Linked DNA regions of Sus scrofa: all the other regions are linked to region 2. A link is a contact called in public Hi-C data. All regions are on one chromosome and are shown on one strand. Each heading gives the region's core, a stretch centred on a gene start, on an enhancer-like site or on the middle of the called end of the contact. The rest is flanking DNA. Distances are from core to core; before and after follow the strand shown.

Region 1 (3,887 bases), core at 161-2,660, 71 kb after region 2:
TTTTCTGATGGGGGACGTCCAATAAGCAAAGACCCTTCCCTCCTTCGTACCCATTCTCCAGGTGGAAACAGACAAGCGGCCAAAGAACGCAGCAGCTGCGCCAGCGGTAACGACCCCCCAGGGAGCCAGAAGAACGTCCCCTAGCCCCGGCTTCAGTTCCCCAACTCTCCTCCAGATGCGGGAGAAGCTGCGCCGCACTTGGTGGCTGAGATAACAGGTTGGCAAACCCGACCTGCGAAAAAAATCTCCGCGCTTCCCCGCGCAAACCTAAGCCCCTCTTCCCTACTCAGGTGGGCAAACAACCTACAATCTCTCAACAACTTTGTGTATTTCACCAACTCAAGGCGCTTGGCCTCAACTTCCCCTCTAAGCCGGGTTTGCCGGAGAAAAGCGGGAAATTGGGGATGGGGGGAGGGAGTCTCCACAGGCCGCTCCCCTTTTCTGGGGGCGCCTTCCGGAGGCGCGTCCCGTCTTACCTTGTCTGACGGCTTTGAAGGTGACCGCCTCCTTGAAGCTGTCGATGACTCCCAGTACGTCATAGCGGGGCAAGCCGGACACCCGGATCCCCTGGACCTCCAGAAGCAGCTCCCCCTCGCCCAGCCGCGGGCCCTCGCCGCCGCCAGGAAGCCCCGACGCCTCGGCCGCCGCCACCGCTCCGACATAAGGAAACTCTCCATTCTCCGCGCCCCCCAGCACGGTCACCCCCAGCTCGCCCTGGGGTCCCCGCTTCACGGTGCATTCGTGAACCTTGCTAGTCCAGTGATTCTTCTTCTGGATCACTTTTGACATGATGAGTTACACCCCTCTTCCCCCCCACAAAAAAAATAATAAGTGAGAGACAGGTGTCCCTCCGCAGCACAAGCCCCCCCCCCAGGCCCTCGCTGGTTCATGGGAGAGACATCTCCCCCCAAAAAACGCAACGGGAGAGAGAAACTTGGCAGCCTCGCTCGCCGCACACACTCGCGCACTCAAGCCATCATAAAACAAACTTTCTGGGCTTCCCCGCGAGCCCTGCACAGGCGCCCGCGAGCTTTGTTTGCATTCCGGTGCTTCTCCGTCCACGTTCCGGCGCCTGACCGTGCTCTCCCGGACCAGAGTCCACTCTGCGCCGCTTGGGTTATTTTTTTTCCTTCCTTCCTTTCTTTCTCGCCTCTTAGAAATGCGGTGTCTCCTCTTTGCCGCCCGCCTGGCTCGCCTTTTCTCGTTGGCGGGTTGTTCCTGAGCGTGAGGGAAGCCCTTCCAGCCAGTTGCTGGGAGCCCAGGAGACGCGGTAGCGAAGCGGGGGTTGGGGGACAGGGGGGAAGTGCCAGCGGCCCCTTTAAGCAGATACAAAGGCTCTGCTTGTTTTGTTACAGTTCATTCTATTCCGCGCCGCCGAGCGCAGCGGCCGGCGAAAGGAGACGCGCGCGCATGCGCACCGCGGCCTCCAGCCAGCCGGCCCGCCCCACCCCGCCTTCCCGAAGGGAGAGATTCCAAAGTGCTTCCCGTTGGGTCCTAAAACCGATCCGCCAGGAGCAAGCAATTTACCCTCCTTACCACACACCTCTGATTCCTCCTTTTCTTTCAGTTCCCTGGGCTCAGCAATTTCTTTCGGGAGTTTGGGGGAAGCGCACGTGTATTACTCCAACTGTTTGAAACTTTTGAAAACATAGGCCAGTTTGGTTTTGGCATTTTAAAATCATTTAAAACAGGTGGGGGTTGGGTAGGCTCACCACTCGCGCTCACACTCACGCACACAAGCACGCGCTCACGACGGCCTAAGCCTCACCACCGCCTTCAGCCAGTGGCTGGCCACGCTGTTGGTCACCCAGCCCCGGGCGCCTGCCTTGCAACCCCCACCCCGACCCCCGCCACATTTCAATCTAAAACCCTGAACCAAACCCAAAGGCGTGCGTCGGCCCCCCCCCTTCTCCCCGCCTGCACTGCGCCCTTGGGTTTGGGTCGTGGAACTAGACTTGCCCCTGTCTCTGCGACCCTGGGGAAGGGGACTCTTGGATTCCCCAACTGGGATCCCTATGAGCGTCACACGCTCACACACACACACACACCACACACACGCACTCAAACTTTGAGACCAACTTTTTTGGACGTGGGAAAACTAGACCAGGGAAAGAAGCCAAAGGCAAGAGGGGATTCGGGTCTTCAAGTGAAAAGAGGTCTAACTTTTTAACTCCCTTGTGGGCAGAGATTTCTGGAGCCAGGCATTGGTCCCAGGATCAAATTCCCGACTGAGCTGGGCAGCCTTCGGACCCGCCCGGGGCTAGGAGATAAGAATCACCCCCAGATCTGGGATCTGCACCCGCGTCCTGGAGCCCGCGGGAGCGGGGGCGCGGCAGACACCTATTGGAATTCTCAGCCCCGGGCTTGGGGCTGCCTTCGGCGCCGCCCGGGGGCGTGGGGGTGAGCCAGCTTCAGTTCCTGCCAGGTTTGGGAATGTGCTTCAGGGCTGCGGACTGAAAGAATAGCCTGCACCATCAAGGCTGCCCTCCCTAAATACTCCCCAATCGGCCTGAGCGATAGTCTCCCAAGCATTTTCTTTTCTTCTGTGATTTATAACTTGTTTATTCATCTTTGGTCCCAGGAAAGATTGCAAGTGCTAAATAAGGAAGGGGAGTGTAAGGGACTCAGAAAGGAGGGAGTGCCACAGCGGTCACGGTTGAGAGCCTTTCTCTGGGGTTTAGATCCCCACCAGTCCAGTCTCTGTGACCTTGATCAAGCACGGGGACCCCTCAGTGCCTTAGTTTCTCCCTTATTAAGTACATATAGCAATACCTCACTAGGTTCTTGGGTGTATTATGAGGGAGAAGAGCTTGCATACGATAAAAATTTGGTGTAGTAGTAGTATAGTATTTGGAAAGAAAATTAGGAATCATTTGGGATTTCAAATTAGATGATACCAATAATCCCTCCTCGCCTTTACGAAACTTAAAATATACAGGCATACATGGAAACACTTTAAAGCTCTGATTGTAGGGTGCTATTCTCAGCTAATAAAAATAAGAGAGGAATGTTGATGCTTCTCTCTTGGGATATCCAGAAATGAAAAATCCCGTTGCTTTGTAGTATTTGTAAAAGAAGGAAGTGACCAATTTTCCATGGCTCTTCTTGGTGAAGAAAATTTCATCTTCAGCCTCTTTTCTTGGAAGCAATCTATTTGAACTGGATCAAAATGAGTGAGAGCTTCAAAAGATCCATTTCCAAACACAGATCCAGCCAGTCAGAATCTCAGGGATGGACTCTATCATGGGGACTTTTCAGGTTCCCCTTAAGTGGTGCTGTTACACAATATGGAGGACCATAGTTATAGCTTCTTGATTCCTGAGCTGCTTTTTTTTTTTTTTTTTTTTTCTTTCTTTCTTTCTTTTTTTTTTTTTTTTTTCTTTTTTGCTTATAAATCACAGAGCCTTTTAGGAGAAGAAATCTGTGGTCTGCTTCTTTCTGCAGAGTGTAAGCTCCAGGAGGGCAGCACATACGTTTTGTCAGTTCGGTTTACTGATGTATTCCCAGTTCCTAGAACACTACCTGGTCCCTGGTTAATGCTCAAGTGTCTGGTGAATTAATCCTCCCCCTAAAAATGCACATTTTTGCATACTGCCTTAGAGTGAAACCACAGATTCCCCTATAAGTCACTAGCAAGCTTGACCTTGTATGTTCCCCACTCCATGTTCTAGGAGTCAGATTGCTTGCCAGGAATTTCCCCACCTGCCTCCAATCAGTGGTCCCCTACCTCCTACCTCAATTTTACATGGAAGAGTCCAAAGGATGGGCAAACCACATGGTTTACAATTCCTCCCACTGGCAGCAGCACCATCTTCCCTCTCCTGGATTCCACATGTCCCTGAGGATGAGAAGAGGAAAGGACTTGCAATTTAGCCCACTTCAGATTT
Region 2 (4,175 bases), core at 1,668-4,167:
AGAAGGTGAGTCTAAGGTAGAATTGTGCTTCCTTCATTCCTTAAGGGCCTGTGGCTTAAGGTCTTAACTGGTGTTAAACCTGAAGCAAACAACTCCTGGCACTTCTCATGACACATTATCATCCCAGGAGACCATCTGAATTTTAAAGGATCCAATTTGAAATGCTTCCTGAAGCACTTCAAGCTTCACTCAGCATTCTCCTTTGCAAATTTCTCTTTTCAACAGTCCCTGGCAGTCACTCAGAGCTGGCAGTCAAGAGACTCTACTCTCTGAGACCGTTTACCCAGGGAGGAAGGAAAATCTGCACATAGTCAAACCCACGTTTTTGCACAAGTCAAAGAAAGCAAACCATGGCCAATCAGAGGGCACATAGCAGCCATATCATCATTGTCCACAAAGATTCATGAAGCCAAATCAAGCACATGGTCAGTTCCACAAGACAGAGATGGCTTCCTGCAACTTGCTAGGAGGAAGCCTTCCCAGTGTCTTACCAGATGTGCTTCCCTGGGCTTTGGAGAGCTCCACACTCTACTCCAGCCTCTCTTCGCCTCTTGTACCAAGTGAGCAGAGGAGAAGGAATGGTTTGGATTTATTTCCCCCCCAAGGAGCAAACTTCTTATCTTGCTATGCCCCAGGCCCACCTCTGGGCATACTCAATAATCATGCCACACCCAGCAAGGAGCAGAAGGAAAATCCAAGGGCAAATGGAAAAAGATTCTATCCAGGGAATGAAAAAAAAAGCATCTGGGAAATGATTCTAGGGTAGGGTATGAGAGAGAAGGTATTAAAGGCAAAGCTTTTCCAGGCCCACCCCTTCCATCCCTGCAGCCTCTAGCTGGTCCCAAATTCTGCCATATCATATGGCAAAGTAGTTCCCATGTCTCATTTGGGAAACTGACAGGGACATAAGATAGCAGGGAGGAGAACCACACACTATCCACTAATGGCAGAGAAAAAAAAGAGGGAGAGGGAAAAAAATTAAAAGAAAGATTTATAATATAAGGCCATTGTTGTATTTTTAAAATTTTTTTCCATTGTGTTTTATTTACAGGATACTGAATATAGTTCCCTGTGCTATACAAGAAGACTTTGTTGTTTATCCATTTTATATATAATAGTTTGCATCTGCTAATTCCAAACTCCTAATCCATCCCTCCTCCTAAGCAACCATAAGTCTGTTCTTTTTGTGTCTGTTTCTGTTTCATAGATAAGTTCCTTTGTATCATAGTTTAGATTCCACATATAAGTGATATCACATGATATTTATCTTTGTCTAATTTATGATGATCTCTAGGTTCATCCAAGTTTCTGCAAAGGGTATTATTTCATTCTTTTTTATAGCTGAGTAATATTTCATTGTGTATATATATTACATATTCTATATCCATTCATCTGTTAAGGGACATTTTAGGTTGTTTCCATATCTTGGCTATCGTAAAAGCCACTGTCTGAAATTCAACATGTTAACTAATGTAAAAAAGAAGAAGAGAATATAAACACTTTAAAAAGATGTTCACCAAAAGATGAAATTTTGCTGGCAATTTTAAACATTCGCTAATGCAGTAACAGTCCACTGCCCTACATGGATGTCATATGCATATGTTTCTTCTTTTGTATAAACTGTAAATTAACTATGTAGGTATTATTTTTAACTTCTGCTATGTAACTTTCAGCACGGTCAACACCATCTGACCTTCACTTGGTTGAAACCATCCATTCTGCTCTCTAATTTTTATTTGAACTTTCTATTCAGCCCGAAATCGCACATGCTCCTGAGAAATCATTATGATGCCTCTGCAGTCTACTAATGATGAGGATGAGGATGAAGACAGGGAAAATGGAAAAAAATCAAGAAGAGAGACTCTATATTCAACTACTAAAAGTCAATATTTATTAACCACATATGTGCATTTACTCAACCCTCAGAACCATAAAAAAGTATGGAAATATTACTGTAACTTTATATATAAGAAAATATGCTCCAAAATACTTAAGCATCTTACCGAGGTCAAACACTAGGTAAAAAAATGGTGCCTGGATTAAAGCCAGGGCTGATTAATTCAAGTCCTGATCTCAGAACGATGTTTCTAAGCAGACTGCCCTTCAGATGGGTACCAAACCCAGCTTTCTGAAGACAAAAGGTGAGAGGACTTGTTCTCCTCCAGGAGACAGTAGTGGACTCATCTCAGCCCCCTCTCTTAACTGTAGTCAAATTTTAATGAGATAAAGGAAGTTTTCACTAGACCTCTAATCAGGTATATGGTCTCTCCTCCTTCCCCCTGTCCCCCATCTTCAGCATCTTTATAAAGGAAATACAAAGAAGCTGCACTGGGTGGCACAGGATTTGATAAGAAACTCACACCACCTCCCCCCACTTTAAAGTTCTGACTACTGCAGCCACCATGATATTCTGATACAAATTTGGCCAAACCATGCTTTAAGGGCTCTGTTTACACAGAGCAAACAGGACAACTGAGAACATCCTGCCAAATGATAAACTCTGGAAACATGAAGCAGGACACTGTGTCTCAGTACATAATGAGGAAGAAAGAGAAAAAAGAAAAATAACTCTGTACTCTTTTTGAGCCACACCCACAGCATACAGAAGTTCCCAGGCTAGGGGTTGGAGCTGCAGCTGCCAGCCTATGCCACAACCACAGCAATGCCAGATCTGAGCCACCTCTTTGACCTACACCACAGCTCACAGCAACATCAGATTCTTAACCCACCAAGCAAGGCCAGGGATTGAACCGACATCTCCATGGATACCAGTCGGGTTCGTTACGGCAAAGCCAGAGCAGGAACTCCTATAATCAATTATTAAGAGTCAACATTTATTAAATACATACATGCATTCACTCAGTCCTCAGAACAACATAAAAGTATGCCAACATTTTGTTTGTTTTGGATGCACTCACAGCATGTTTAAGCTCCAGGGCCAGGGATCAAACATGCACCACAGCAGCAACCCAAGCCACAGTGGTGCAAGTGCCAGATCCTTAACCCACTGAGCCATCAAGGAACTCTCAAAAGTATGCTAATATTATTCTAATTTTACATATGGGAAAATACACTCAAAAATGCTTATATAAAAATGCACATACATCTACATATATATAGCAGAGTAGCAAAGATCTTGAGACCTAGGTTTAAAAGTCACCTACAACTCTTACTGATTTTTTAACTTTGTGCTAATTAACTGTTATAAATCTTAGTGTTATTATTCATAAAAGAGGGCTAATAACTACAATGCCTTGTGAGGATTACTAGAAGAAATGTATATAAATTGCTTAGCACAGGATCCTGGCAGAGAGAAAGCACTCCAATCAATATCAGTATTTACTTTTATATGTTAATTTGGCTCGAATCAGATTTTCTTCCCCAAATCCTTTAGTAACATTTTAATTTTGAAACAACTCATATAATCGAGGAAATTATAAACAATATCAAGAATCCAATTAGAGTATTATATACCACTTAAAAATACTGATGCCATACAATATATTTGGCATTAATTTCATCTAAAATTCACTTTTATACTGTAAAGCAAGTATGAATTAAGTTAATGTTTACTGTTCCCTGTTCTAAACTGGCATAAAGGATATAAAAAAGGAAAAATACAGAAAAACATGAATTTTCTTTAAACATTTATTCACTTTTAAAAGTCAAATTTAATCCTAGGAAAGCGGCAAGGTAGAATTCAACTATGGTTAACGGAGTAAAAGAGGTAGTTTGCTCCTGGAGAACACAGATTACAGCATTCCTTTGAGCTTCCTAATGACCATGCACAGTTCTTAGGATAGGGTTAGTCCTTAAATACTTGTTAAAAGCATGGAGATTGGGATGGATGGATGGATGGACAGACGGACAGACAGAGTAAGTGAGTGGGAGGATGGATGAATGAACAAACAGATGGTGAAGTAGCTCAGTGGGTGCATGGACAAATGGAGGCAAAGAGGGTAGGTATGTAGATGAATAGTTGGTAAGTGGATGGATAGATGGGTAGATGGAAGAGTAAACAAATTGATCAACTTTATGTTATCAGATTGCATTTGTTAACTATTGCTGTGTGACAAACTACTCCCAGCATATTGGCTTCCAATAACAACCCTTTATTATCTCATAATTTCTGGAGGTCAGGAAAGAAGAAGAGATTTAGCTGCGTGGTTCTGGGT
Region 3 (3,795 bases), core at 1,007-3,506, 130 kb after region 2:
TTCCATTGATTGTTGGCTTTTTTGCTATTGAGTTGTGTAAGTTGTTTGTATATTTTAGAGACTAAGCCCTTGTGAGTTGCATCACTTGAAACTATCTTCTCCCATTCTGTAAGTTGTCTTTTTGGTTTTTTTAAGGTTTCCATTGCTGTGCAAAAGCTTGTCAGTTTGATTATGTCCCATTTGTCATCAGAGAAATTGTAAGGTCCCATCCTGTCTGACATTCTGTAATTCCAAGAAGTTTCAATGAGGCAAAAGAAAGAAAAAAGCAAAACCCAGTTGAGATTTAATAAACTCTGTAATAAATTGATAGAAGAGCCACTGCGCTTTACCATGTCATTGTGTAACTTTGATGGAGGGTACTGTCTGTGTATCCAAGCTCATTACAGTGTCCTTTGTGTTAGCCCAAATGAAAAATAATTTCCTATTTCATAACAATTATCTCTTCTTCCTTGAGGAGGAAGCATATTTGATGGGAAAAGAAGGTTATCACTGATACAAAATAGTATTTAGAGCAGCAGGCTGCTGAGAGCTTCTGAATCATTTATATTGGAATGATTAGTAAATTCTTTATTTGAAAAACATGGCTAATTGGGATGGGTTTGGTGTGTAAGGATTTCTTTTGAAGAAAGCTCTGTTGAAAAACAGAACCAAGAGTTCCCAGTGTGGCTCGGCAGGTTAAGAATCCAACTAGTATCCATGAGAATGTGGGTTCCATTTCTGGCCTCATTCAGTGGGTTAAGGATCCAGCATTGCTTCAAGCTTTGGTGTAGGTTGCACATTCGGCTCTGCTCCGTTGTTGCTATGGCTGTGGTATAGGCCGGCAGTTGCAGCTCTGGGAACCTAGCTTCCACCTATAGCCCAGGATCTTCCACATGCCTGAGGTGCAGCCCTAAAAAGAAAAAAAGAAAGAAAAACAAAACCACTCCTCCCATTTGCCTCACCTCCCAGACACCAACCTGACCTTCTAAAGGTCATGTGTCAGTGTGGATGAAGGACAACAGTGAGTTTCAGTACTTAGAAATATGTATCATGTGCATCAGTCATTCACTGTGTGACTGTAGCAAAGCCTCTTTCCTCTTCTGTCGTGTGGTTCTATTATCTTAAAAGTGATCGGATTGGACTCTTCTATGCTGCATGTTAATTGATGCTCCCTCATAGAGGCTGTCTTCAACTTTGGGCTGAGAAAGACAATAGGACTTGAAGCAAGCTCAGAGGGAAGGAGGTGATCCATTAGTAATGTCTGCTCTGGGCAAAGGAACAGAAAGTGACAAAGTAAATTCCATTTGTTTGCAAATTTATGGACTTGGAGGCTCTCTGAGGACATGGATTTTTAAAAATGGTTCCTTTTGAAAACATTTATAAAGGGTTCTTCTTTTAAAAAAGAAAAAGCTTCTTCTTATAGGATAAAACAAAAGAAACAGACTGATAACTAGGTTTGCTATTGCTTTTCTGGAATCTTTTAAAAACTTCAAGTACATGTGTGTTTCTGGTACTTGACAGCAACATGCAGGGCAAGCTCTGAGGGAAAGAAAAATGTGCCTGGATTTAAAAGAAATTCAGTGTGAGATATCTGATAGGTCGAAAGTGATTTATGAAATGAGTTCTCTGTTTTGTTAGAACATAGAGTGTTGTTCCATTCAGGGGCCCTTGATATGAAACAGATGCCCAATCTATAAATCAGGCACCCTGCAGTAAGGAGATGGCATTTTTGTATAAATTATTGTGGATTCAGGAAGGAAAAGCATGGATGAACAAATTTTTATTGGCTTCTTGGCATAGAAGTTATTTTATCGGTCTTCCGTCTGGGGTGATCTTCCTCCACCCCTATTCTTCCTAGGGGATTGGTGATGAGGAAAGAGTTGAGAGTTCTTCTCTTTGACCTAACAAGTCCCTCCCCAGGTTTAACATGACCTTGTAGATAAATGCCTCTTTCCCAGCCTGTGGAGCCTGCACCACTTTGCATTCGGGTTCAGTTTCAAATGTAAATCCCAGAAAGGAAGGTGGATTAAAGTCTTCCATGGAGTTCAGAGAAGGAATATAGATGTAGTTTTCTTTTTCCCCTTTCAGGTCATTAAGTTCTTCCTTCAGTGGTCTAGTTTCTACTTTCCATTTTAAAAATGAAAATGTCATTGTTTGCATGCCTTGGCTTGGTTCTTTGAACATTTTTGACCCAGTCAGCTAATGATCATTCTCTTTGCAACTGAAAGCAGCAAGCTGGTTCATTTGTTCGTTGGTTCAGTAAAAAGTATGCCTTGAACTTCCTGACCGAGAGTAAACAATGCCTGGCCACCCAGGTTAAAGGGCAGTATACAACCTAGAACAGGGACATAGAGGTATTCAAAATGACAGAGAATTCAAATATGGGTTCTGACTTGAGAAATCCTTATTTGTTTTAGAAGATGTTAATTATTTTCTTTATTTTGATTGCACAGAGTTGGTCATATGTTCACATAGCTCAAAAAAAATAAAAATGAGATCAAGGAGTTCCCATCGTGGCGCAGTGGTTAACGAATCCGACTAGGAACCATGAGGTTGCAGGTTCGGTCCCTGCCCTTGCTCAGTGGGTTAACGATCCGGCATTGCCGTGAGCTGTGGTGTAGGTTGCAGACGCGGCTCGGATCCCGCGTTGCTGTGGCTCTGGCGTAGGCGGTGGCTGCAGCTCCGATTCGACCCCTAGCCTGGGAACCTCCATATGCCATGGAAGCGGCCCAAGAAATAGCAAAAAGACAAAAAAAAAAAAAAAAAAAAAAAAAAAGAGATCAGAAGAAGTCTTATTCTAACTCCTGATTCCACCTACCCAATTTCCACCTTCAGCCTTCTAAATGTAACCACTCTTTTTAATTTCTTGCATAGCCTTCTGGTGTTTATGTTTGTGCAGATATAAACAAATATAAGTAAATTCTTATTTACCTTCTCTTTACATAGACATTAGGAGACTCTATGTATTGTTTTGCATCCTGCCTCTTGCACTTTATAGTTGCCCTGAGATTTCCACAGGGCACAGAGAATTGCCTTCTCCTTTTTACAACTGTGTTATATTGTGTGGAAGCACCGAGGTTTATTCATCCACTCCTCTTTAGATGGACACTTGGGTATTTCCAGCCACTTGCTCATGCATGCACACAATTCTGCAATTAATAATGGGGTTTATCTGTCACTTTACTTCATGCTGGTTTAAGTACAGCAGTTAAAAAAAGAAAGAAAGAGAATTCGCAGGAGTGAAATTGTCGAGTAAAAAAGTAAATGCATTCATAATTTTGATAGGGATTGCTGATGAGCTCCCCAAAGTGTTGTGTACCATTTTGCTCTCTTGCCAGCAATGTGTGAGAGTGCCAAATCCCACTATTTATTACAGAGCATGTGTTGTACAATTTTTGAATTGAATTTTTGCCAACCCAATAGGTGAAAAATGATATCCTTATTTAGTTTTGACTTGCATTTTTCTTATTGTAAGTGAGGTCAAACATCTTTTCAAATGGGTGAGAGCCGTTTATATTTATTTTTCTGTAACCTATCAGTATTCCTGTCATATTTCTATTGCTTGGCTGATATTTTCTTCTTCACATTTCTAGGCAGATTTACTCTTATTGGTGATCATTTATTTTAAAGATCTGACCTAAGTCCTCTTTTTTTAAAATTCTTTATTTTTTTTCTTTTGTCATTTTTTTAGGGCCACACTTGCGGCACATGGAGGTTCCCAGGCTAGAGGTCCAGTCGGAGCTGTAGCCGCTGGCCTACGCCAGAGCCACAGCAACGCCGGATCTGAGCTGCATCTGTGACCTATACCACAGCTCA

Evidence for each region. A called contact is a pair of places that touch in the nucleus more often than the background predicts.
Region 1: a Hi-C map of liver shows a contact between it and region 2, with 4 times the contacts expected there. The contact joins the promoter of MAGI1 here to the enhancer-like site in region 2. A contact is called at or near these places in 1 of 5 promoter capture datasets (liver) and 9 of 47 Hi-C or Micro-C datasets (embryonic fibroblasts, epiblast stem cells, fetal skeletal muscle and 4 more).
Region 3: a Hi-C map of liver shows a contact between it and region 2, with 7 times the contacts expected there. The contact joins two enhancer-like sites. A contact is called at or near these places in 1 of 5 promoter capture datasets (liver) and 5 of 47 Hi-C or Micro-C datasets (embryonic fibroblasts, liver and skeletal muscle).

Annotation. Positions count from the first base shown.
Region 1 is chr13:47,566,730-47,570,616 of Sscrofa11.1, forward strand. MAGI1 (membrane-associated guanylate kinase, WW and PDZ domain-containing protein 1) reads right to left here and starts at 1,411. Exons shown (of 22, transcript XM_021070801.1): 1 at 477-1,411. The coding sequence starts at 789.
Region 2 is chr13:47,494,549-47,498,723 of Sscrofa11.1, forward strand. The region is part of intron 1 of MAGI1 (membrane-associated guanylate kinase, WW and PDZ domain-containing protein 1); the gene reads right to left. Among named protein-coding and RNA genes, the nearest start is that of MAGI1, 72 kb to the right of the region's middle. Within about 2 kb of position 2,918, at least 2 of the 83 cell types and tissues checked have an H3K27ac peak or open chromatin away from gene starts, as enhancers often do. A contact at or near this core is called in liver, where this site is marked.
Region 3 is chr13:47,622,110-47,625,904 of Sscrofa11.1, forward strand. No RefSeq gene overlaps it. Among named protein-coding and RNA genes, the nearest start is that of MAGI1, 56 kb to the left of the region's middle. Within about 2 kb of position 2,257, at least 3 of the 83 cell types and tissues checked have an H3K27ac peak or open chromatin away from gene starts, as enhancers often do. A contact at or near this core is called in liver, where this site is marked.